Linked DNA regions of Capra hircus: region 1 is linked to region 2. Evidence: chromatin contacts called from public Hi-C data. All regions are on one chromosome and are shown on one strand. Each heading gives the region's core, a stretch centred on a gene start, on an enhancer-like site or on the middle of the called end of the contact. The rest is flanking DNA. Distances are from core to core; before and after follow the strand shown.

Evidence for each region. Hi-C and Micro-C count contacts between places; a contact is called where the count stands out from the background.
Region 1: a contact with region 2 is called in a Hi-C map of blood, with 3 times the contacts expected there. The contact joins the enhancer-like site here to the promoter of ALPL in region 2. A contact is called at or near these places in 3 of 5 Hi-C or Micro-C datasets (all in blood).

The regions. Positions count from the first base shown.
Region 1 is chr2:4,791,045-4,795,307 of ARS1.2, forward strand. RAP1GAP (rap1 GTPase-activating protein 1) reads right to left here. Exons shown (of 25, transcript XM_018055306.1): 23 at 3,961-4,064; 24 at 3,639-3,680; 25 at 2,259-3,247. The coding sequence ends at 3,672. Among named protein-coding and RNA genes, the nearest start is that of RAP1GAP, 70 kb to the right of the region's middle. Within about 2 kb of position 1,462, at least 1 of the 5 cell types and tissues checked has an H3K27ac peak or open chromatin away from gene starts, as enhancers often do.
Region 2 is chr2:4,710,479-4,714,754 of ARS1.2, forward strand. It overlaps ALPL (alkaline phosphatase, tissue-nonspecific isozyme), which reads left to right and starts at 2,412. Exons shown (of 13, transcript XM_018055232.1): 1 at 2,412-2,579.

The DNA of each region.
Region 1 (4,263 bases), core at 212-2,711, 80 kb after region 2:
GGTCCTTGGCCTTCCCCAGCCCCACCCTGGAGCCTGGAAGGGTGGGGTGGGGTGGGGGCCCTGGCTGAAACCCAGCCCAGAAGCCGGTCTTGTCCACCGACGGGCCGTGGGCACAACCAGGCAGGCCGAGGGGGCCAAAGTGGGTGCTGCTCACCCAGCTGGGCCCCAGCTTCTGCGCTAGGTCGGCAGTGGGCCAGAGCCGGGGATGGGCACCCAGTAAAGGAGCCCAACGGGACACACCCAGTTCTTTTCTTAAAGGATCATCAAGCCCAGGGAAGCTCTGGAGGCTGGGGTTGAGGGATGCAATTGATCATCGTACATTCCTGACACTGGGCCCCGGGCCAGCCACCTCATGGCCCATGCAGAGAGCTGGCCCCACGGCCTGTGATGTTGGTTATGGAGCTGTCCTCATTCGTGGCTAAGTGCAACCCCCTACACAATGCACACACTATTTTTTTGAGCCCACCACATGCTAGGGCTGCACCAAGAACTTTGTGAGGCATCACTTCATTGAATCCTCCCACCTGGGTACCAAAGGCGGGGCTCTTAGCATTCCCAATGAACAGATGAAGACCCTGAGGTCCATGCGCCCAAACTTACTGAGCTTATAGGATGTAAATAAACTCAGAGCTAAGCTCTTGATCTTGGGGCTGGACTGTGGCTACTGGCCCTTGGTGGGATGGGAGGAGACAGGTCCCAGGGGCCGGGGTGGGGCAGGCAGGTTAGAGAAGAGGGGTTAGGCAGAGGAGGGGAGTAAGGGTTAGCTGGGGACCTGCTGAGTCTAGGGTGGCCCAGGGCCAAACCCGGGTGGATGGAGCTGGGGAGTGAGTCACCACACCTGGGGGCACCCCAGACATCCGAGGGTCACAGCAGGGCCCCGTCAGGAAGTCCCTAGGGTGCCTCCAGCATCATCCCTGAGAGGGCATGGGGGCTGATGGTGGTGAGGGCGTGAGGCCAAGGCATCGTGAGCCCCCCAGGGACCCACCTCTAAGCCCCAAATCTCCCAACCTGCCCTTCTTCCTACACTCCTATCTCAGAGGAGAACCCCCCCCACCTCATTTACCAACACTCGGCTGGACCCCTGAGCGCCTCCAGCTCCTCCCTCAGCCCATTCCTCCAGACACTCATCTCCCAGCACCTTCCAGACCTCCCCACTGTCTCGGGCACGCTCCGTGTCCTCGGCACCTTGGCAAAGCGCTCCTGGACTGATGCTGCCCGGCTGGCCCCCGCCAGCCAGCCCCTGCTCCTGGTGTCCCATCCTGCACGACTTCCGCACCGACCCTGGCATAAAGCATTAGTCCCTCGCCCGGCATCCAAGGCCATGCGGCCTCTGGCCTGCTCCCTGCCGCCTCCACCATCACCATCGCCTCCCCTTCTCAGCTGCAAGCAGCACTCTCTGGCCTCCCTTTGCACCTGTGGCTTCCTCCCCAAGGACACTATGCTAAACCCTTCCGGGGGTGCTCAGGCACCACGGTGTCTTCCCCATTCCTTCTTCAGCCAGGCCGGACCCCGGGGCTCCTCCCACGTCTCCCCCACCCCACCCTCTCCCAGGCCCTCATCCCCCCTTTACCACCCGGTGAGCTCCTTCCGGCAGCCGGACAGGTTCAGCGCCGGCTGCCCGCCCCCCTCAGTGCAGGTAAGCGATCCCTTGGCGCCCCCTGGTGGCCACACAGGAAACACACGTGAACTTCACCCACAGGGCGCCCGGCGCTGTCCTGGGTGCCCCAGCTGCACCCGCTCAAGGATTCCTCAGGACGGACCCCTGGGAGAAGTGCTGCCGCTCCCGTGTTACAGGAGTGGAGACAGGCTCAGAGAAGCTTCCAAGTTTCTCAGCATCCCCAGCCAGCAGCAGGACTCCAGTGGTGGGCGTGAGTTTGAGGGCTCCGGGAGCTGGTGATGGACAGGGGGGCCTGGCCTGCTGCAGCCCATGGGGTTGGAGAGAGGCGGACACGACTGAGCGCCTGAACTGAACTGACTTCAGAGCCATGTTCCCCCTGCTGGGGAGAGGGAACAAGGTGGGAAAAGGGCAGAGCTAGGGGAGGAAAGCCACAGCTGGCGGGCAAAGAGCTCATCACTTGGCCTTGGAGGTGTCTGCAGACCCAGGAGCTCTGATTTTGTGGGGATGGCAGGGTGGGGAGATTGTGGGGGGGTTGGGATGTGAACAGGCTCTTGGTCTTGACCACAGCACCACTAAGATCTGTCTGGGGTTGATCTGAGGCGGGGGGAGAGGGTCACATGAAGCCAGGTCCAACTCGGGGTACAATAGCGATAAATAGAATTTATTTATTACAACTGTTACCGACACACACACGTGGCCACGGGGGCTTCTGAGACAGGTGTTGGGGCCGAAAGGCTGCCCCTTGGTGTGGTGCCTAAAAAGTGTGGACAGACACACACGACGATGTGGACTCACGGCAGCTGTGCCTGCCTGCCCACTCCGTGCCAGGTGGGGGTGGTGCAAAGGTGAGCCAGCTGAGGCCCCTCGGCCTGGAGCGCCAGGGGCCGGAGATGCCGGGGGTCGAGCCGGGGGCTGGCGGGAGAGCCAGATAGGTCCCCCGACGCCCACAAGGGGGTCACTCGTCTGTCATGTAGAGGCGGCGGGCAGGGCCTTGGCAGGTCTAGGAGGTGCCGTGGCCACAGCCAGCCCCGTCCCTCAGCCGACCTGGGGCCCCAGGAACCCCAAGAAGCAGGAGAGGGTGACAGGAGGCCCCCGGGATCCTCCACTCTGGGGCAGGTGCGCAGAATCCCACTCTTCAGCGACCTCTGAAATGACCTTGTCCATTTAGAGCAGAGACACTCAGAGAGGGAGTGTGATGGGCCTAGAATCGCAGAGCGGATCCCGAACCACAAGCTAGGACTCAGGACCCCAGCCCAGGGCTCCTCCTACCCACCGCCTCCATGGCAGGCTCTGTGTGCACTGAAATGCCTCAGTTCTCCTTTCCAGCTCACTCCTTCGAATCCAGAGGGGCACCCAGGGGTGATGGATCAGCCAGGCCTGGAGTCCCGTTCCAACTGACCTCTCCCTGCCCCAGCCAGCCTCCCAGCCCAGGGGGTGGGGACGGTGCCAGCAGCTTCCCCGCTCCCAGGGCTGGCCAGCTCCGCCCTGCAGAGACAGCCCAGATGTGGGCCAGGAGGAGGGCTGGGCAGGCGAGGGGCAGCCCCCAGGCTGGTGCTGGCCTCGGGGGGCAGAGGTCCCGTCCGCCCGGATCTGCTGGAGCACCCTCGCCTCGTGCTTCTGCACCCTCGTCTGCAGGGTAAAGGGAGACGGGTGTGCCATGAAATGGGGAGCCAGATGTGGAGGGGTCCCGCCCTCGGGACAGCAGGCTCTGGGTCTTTCTACCCAACGGGGAACCCCCGAGGCCCCTTCCTCCCAACGATTCCCAAATCCCTTTCAGGCTCTCATCAAATTCTCCCAGCAACTCACGGGCAGAGGTGAGGCAGAATTTATTGGCCCCACTGTACAGATAAGGCAACTGAGGCCCAGGGTCACCTAGCAAACTTAAGTGGCCAAGGATTCAATCCTAGATACGTAACTCTCATCCCGCAGAGGCGATGGAGAAAGAGAAGCCAGCCCAGCCCTGCCTTCCTCTGCTCTTTCCCCCTTCCCGACCAAATAGGAGCTGAGGGCTGGGACTGACCTGCTCGGGGTCACCTTCAGAGTGACAGTGTGGCTAACAGCCCTGCGGTCAGAACAGCGGCAATACAGGCACCAGGAGAGGGGACGGTGGGAGACACAGGCGAGCAGAAGTCAGCAGTTGTGCCCAGGCTGGACAAGCCCAACCCCTCCAGGCTTTAGTGGGGGGGCGCGTCTTGGTCCAGCACCATCCCTGGGGACCCCTGGCCACTTGAGGCCTCTCCCCAACAGCTGACCCCCCTCCCGGGGGCAGGGGTGCCCCCCACAGGGCCAGCGTCCAGGCCATCCGTCCCAGCCCCACCCAGGCCCCTGGCAGCTGCGTGTACCAGCTGGGGCGTGTGCTGTTCAGATGCTTCCAGCTGGATCTTGATCTCGGGACACGCAGGGTCCCCCAACTTGCCAGTGTCGGGCTGGGGTGACCGAGAGGGGCCTGGGGAGGGAGGCAGGAGGGAGCCACCTCACTGGCCGCGGGGAGGCACCAGGGAGACGGGGGCATGGATGGGCGGTCGGCACCAGTGTCCCCCAACCCCAGCAAGCCCCTCCCTCGGGGACTCCCACCCTTAACTCCCATCTTTACCCCCTTTAAAGCCCCATCAACCTCCAAGGCCCTTCTAGAAGCCACCAGTCCT
Region 2 (4,276 bases), core at 1,162-3,661:
CAGATGGACTCTTAACCACTGAACCACCAGGCAACCTCCTGTTTCAGTTTTCTTAATTTCTTCCCTCTCAGCACGTCAGGCTCCTCTGTCCTCTCCTATCTCCCAGAGTTTGCTCAAATTCATGTCCATTGAGTTGGTGATGCTATCTAAGCATCTCATTCTCTGCCATCCCCTTCTCCTTTTGCCTTCAATCTTTCCAGCATTGGGTTCTTTCACAATGAGTCAGTTATTTCCATCAGGTGGCCAAAGTATTGGAGCTTCAGTTTCGGTGTTAGTCCTTCCAATGAATATTCAGGGTTGATTTCCTTTAGGATGGACTGGTTTGATCTCCTCACTGTCCAAGGGACTCTCCAGAGTCTTCTCCAGCACCACAATTCGAAAGCATCAATTTTCAGCCATTCAGCCAGTGGTACCTGGGGAAAAAATCACTCAGACACAGGGAGCCCAATGCTGGCCATGTGGTGCAACTAGAAGTGTCCATTCCCCAACAGTTTTGGGGAGATCAGAAGTCAAGGGCAGGCGTGGGGGCCCATAATTGGTGAAACGGGGTCCATCCAAGTCGCCGTTGCCTCAGCCCCCAGTCTCTGTTCAGGCTGGGACGGGCGGGAATATGCCCCTTGCTCACTGACAATGACATCATCTCAAGCCTCTTGGTATCCCTAACCCCTTCCTTGGAGTTTGTGAGCAATTACAGAACCCCTCCAAGGTTTGAGACTCCATTCTGGATGCCTTCACTCTCCATTTCTCATGCAAAAGTGTTGTTTCCCAAGCTTGATTCATTGACCACCTCCATGATTTTTGCCATAATAATCTAACTCATTGAATATGTAAATAGTATTTAATCAATGTTTTGATTCACTTTCTAAAAACAAACTAATGTCAGGAAGGACGCTTCATATCACTCCTATAAATAAAGAAGCAATATCAGTTGCTAAAAATACAAAAAAAAAAAAAAAAAAAGAAAAATACAAAGACACTCTTGGTGTTTGGTGCTAGTCCCCAGTTCCGGTTCCAGTCATACTGACAAGCTGTCCTCATGCTCTATCTTGGCCTCTGTTTTCTCCTCTCTAAAATGGGGTCATTGGGAGAAAATGTATGCAAGATGACTGGCCCAAGGTCGGCATGTCCTAGGTAAGATAGAGAATTCTGGGCCGGGACTTTCCTGGTGCCTCAGATGGTAAAGAATCTGCCTGCCAATGCAGGAGACATGGGTTCGATCCCTGGGTCAAGAAGATCTCCTGGAGAAGAAAGGGCAATTGACTCCAGTATTCCTGCCTGGAAATTCCTGCCTGTGCTGCAGACCATGGGGTCTCAGTGACTCTGACGACTTAGTGACTGAACAACTGGCTCTGCGGGTACTGACAGCTTCTCTGCTCAGGCCTCAGTCTCCTCCAGTCCTGCCCGCCTCCCTTCATCTGTCAGCGCTTTTAGTTTCCTGTGCACTTTTCAACCACTGTCTCCTATTAGTCTGCCTCTCAGCACAGGACAGTGGAGACAGTGGAGGACAGAGGAGCCTGGTGTCCTGCAGTCCACGGAATCCCAAAGAGTCGGACACAGCTTAGCACCTGAACAGCAACAACAACAACTGCATGTGATCAGGGCAGCTGGGGGAGCTGACCTCTGCGGGTCAAAGGGCCGGCCAGGCCACAGGGCTCAAGTCACCAGCCCAAGGTCACCAGGGTGGAGTCTTGAACCTGGGCTGTCTGACTCCACCTGGTGCAAAGTGTGGGCTTCCTCCTCTGCTCACCGGGGAGGCAGGTCCTCACCTCTGGATGGGATGCGGTCAGCAGGAACCCTGGCTGGCTCTAAGGACAAAGAGGGAACAGTCCCCGGCCAGGAGAGGGGGCTCCCCTCCCCAAGCCACCCCCGCCGAGGTATCCCTCAGCCTCCTTGGCCGAGCAGAGGAAAGAGCCCAAGGCCAGCGGAGAAAGGGCCAGGCCAGTGGTCTGGTTGGAGTGGGAAGGTGAGAGGGGACAGGGAGGAGAGTCACACACACGGGTGGACAGAGGCCCAGAGACACGTGCACAGAGATGGGGAGAGACAGAGGTCCCAAACAGAGCCAGGTGGGTTGTCAGAGAGGCAGACCAGTCAGAGGGCGCAAGAGACACAGCCACAAAGAGACACAGCAGGAAGCTGGAGCTAAGGATAAAGACAACCCCAAAGAGACGGAATCAGAGCTGGAGCTCGCGGAGAGAAAGGACAGAGCGTGGTCTCGCTGGGAAGCGCCCGCCCCAACCCCGCGCAAGGGCAGGAGCCGAGCCGGGGCTCAGGAAGCCGGAGGGCGCCCCGCTGCCCGGCAGGCGGCGCGCTGGCCGCGCGGCGGGACCGGCCGGCTGGGCCCGGGCCGGGGGCGGGCCGGGGGCGGGGAGGGCCGGGGCCCGGGCCGGGGGGTGGAGGCGGGGGCGGGGGCCGGGGAGGGCTGCCCCGGCCGCGCGCGAGCCCCGCGATCGCCTTTATAAGCCCGCGGGGTACTTGGCCGGGGCAGCGTTGCGCTCCCGCCCCTCCGCGTCCGCGCTCCCAGAGCACCGACCCCGCGTCCCTTGCGCCAGGACAGACCTTCGCCTACGAACTCTGAGCAGGTAAAGACTCGAAGCTGGTTCCTGGCTCTCCAGGACCCCCGGGATGTGGAGGGTCCCAGGCCCCCTTTCCTCATCCTCCCCTCGCCGGGAGAGGGCGGCGAGGCTGGACATCAGGGGCCAGGCCGGGACCTCCGCTCCCCCCCACACCGCCCAAGGCAGCCCATTCGGAACCTCCAGCCACCTGTCCCGCTCCCGCGCTCGCGCGCATCCGCGGCTCCCGGCGGGCGCACTGGGCGGGCCCAGAAAGTGGACGTGGCCCCAGCGGAGCCGGCGAGGCGGGCTGACTGAGCTCGAGTCGGCCGCTGCAGCTCTGGGGTCTCCCCGCCGCTGCCTGAGACCCCCATCTTCGGTCTCGGCACCGCCTCCCGTTGCCCTGTGGCTGAGCGGCTTCTACGGCGCCCCCTTGGTCCGCGATCAAGAGACTCGGGTGGCCCACCCCAGAACTGCCAGCCATCTAGCCTTCTCGAGATCTTGGCACAGCCGCCAGGGGAGGGGGCTGGTCTTCCTGGGTGGGCTCCAAAAGTAGTTTGGGCCGGAGCTGGGAAAAGTACAGAGAGGGAGGCACTTGGGTCTGGGAGCCGCAGCGGGGCGGGGAGGGGGGCGGGGGGGACGGACATCCGGCGTGTTGGAGTCTGTTTGGAAGTTGTAGGGGGTGCGCAGCGGCCTTAGGGCCGAGCTCTGGAGCCCCCCAAAGCTGGGGGAGTTTGCTGCGATCCATCTCTGGACGTAGGCAGGTGAGCGGCTGGCCCGGGGTGGGTTCCTGCAACTCGTCTTGATAAGAAAGGGTTAAAAGCCTGGTCACAATAGTGGGGCGGGTAGCTGAGCTGAGCACCAGCCTTCCCCCGCATTGTCTCTTCAGACCCTTTTTCAATGCAAAATGGGGCTGGGGGAGGGGTCTTTACAGCGGCCTGTGGGTGGAGGAGGAGATCCCAAGAGGGGGCAGTTCTCTGGCCAGAAAGGGCCTCTGGGCTCTGGGGGGGATGGGGGGGGAGGGAGGGAGGGGGGGGAGGGAGGGAGGGGGGGGAGGGAGGGAGGGGGGGGGGGGACTTCCAGGTGGCCCGGCTTCCCTGGTAGGCAGGGTGTGAGCAAAGTTGACAGCAACTGTTTGTTGAACACCTACTGGGTGCCAGGCTCCAACACTTGACATGCATCGTCTCCTTTACAAACAGGGAAACTGAGGCCTGAAGAAGTTAAGCAAGTCTGAGGCCAAGATATAAAGCCAGAATCTAAACCTACAGCCTTATCCCCCTGCTACTTCTACGCAAAGATCTTGGTTCCTCCTTCCGGCTCTTCTGGTGCTCAGGCTTGCCTCCCCCCATGCCCTAGACCTGTCCTCTTCCAATCCTTAGACCTCCCCAGGGTGTCTTCCCCACCCTAGCCTCCACTCCCTGCCCACTCTTGTCTCCCCTCGTCACCCACTCTTGTCTGTCCGCTCCCCTCCACTCTTGTCTCTCCGTCTCCTCTTCTCTTCCTGAACTTCATACATCTGAACTCCATAAACAGAAAAGGTTGGACGAGGCTTGGACAAGGCTTCCCAACTTCCCAGCCCCTGAAGTGAGATGTAGGCTTTAGTGACGACCCCTGTCTGTATCCGTGACCCCACCTGTAAGATAAGGGAGTGTACCTCTCTCATAAGACTGTTGTGAGCAATAAAACTGAACTGAGGGCAGAAACAAAACGCCGTCTCCATTCAACAA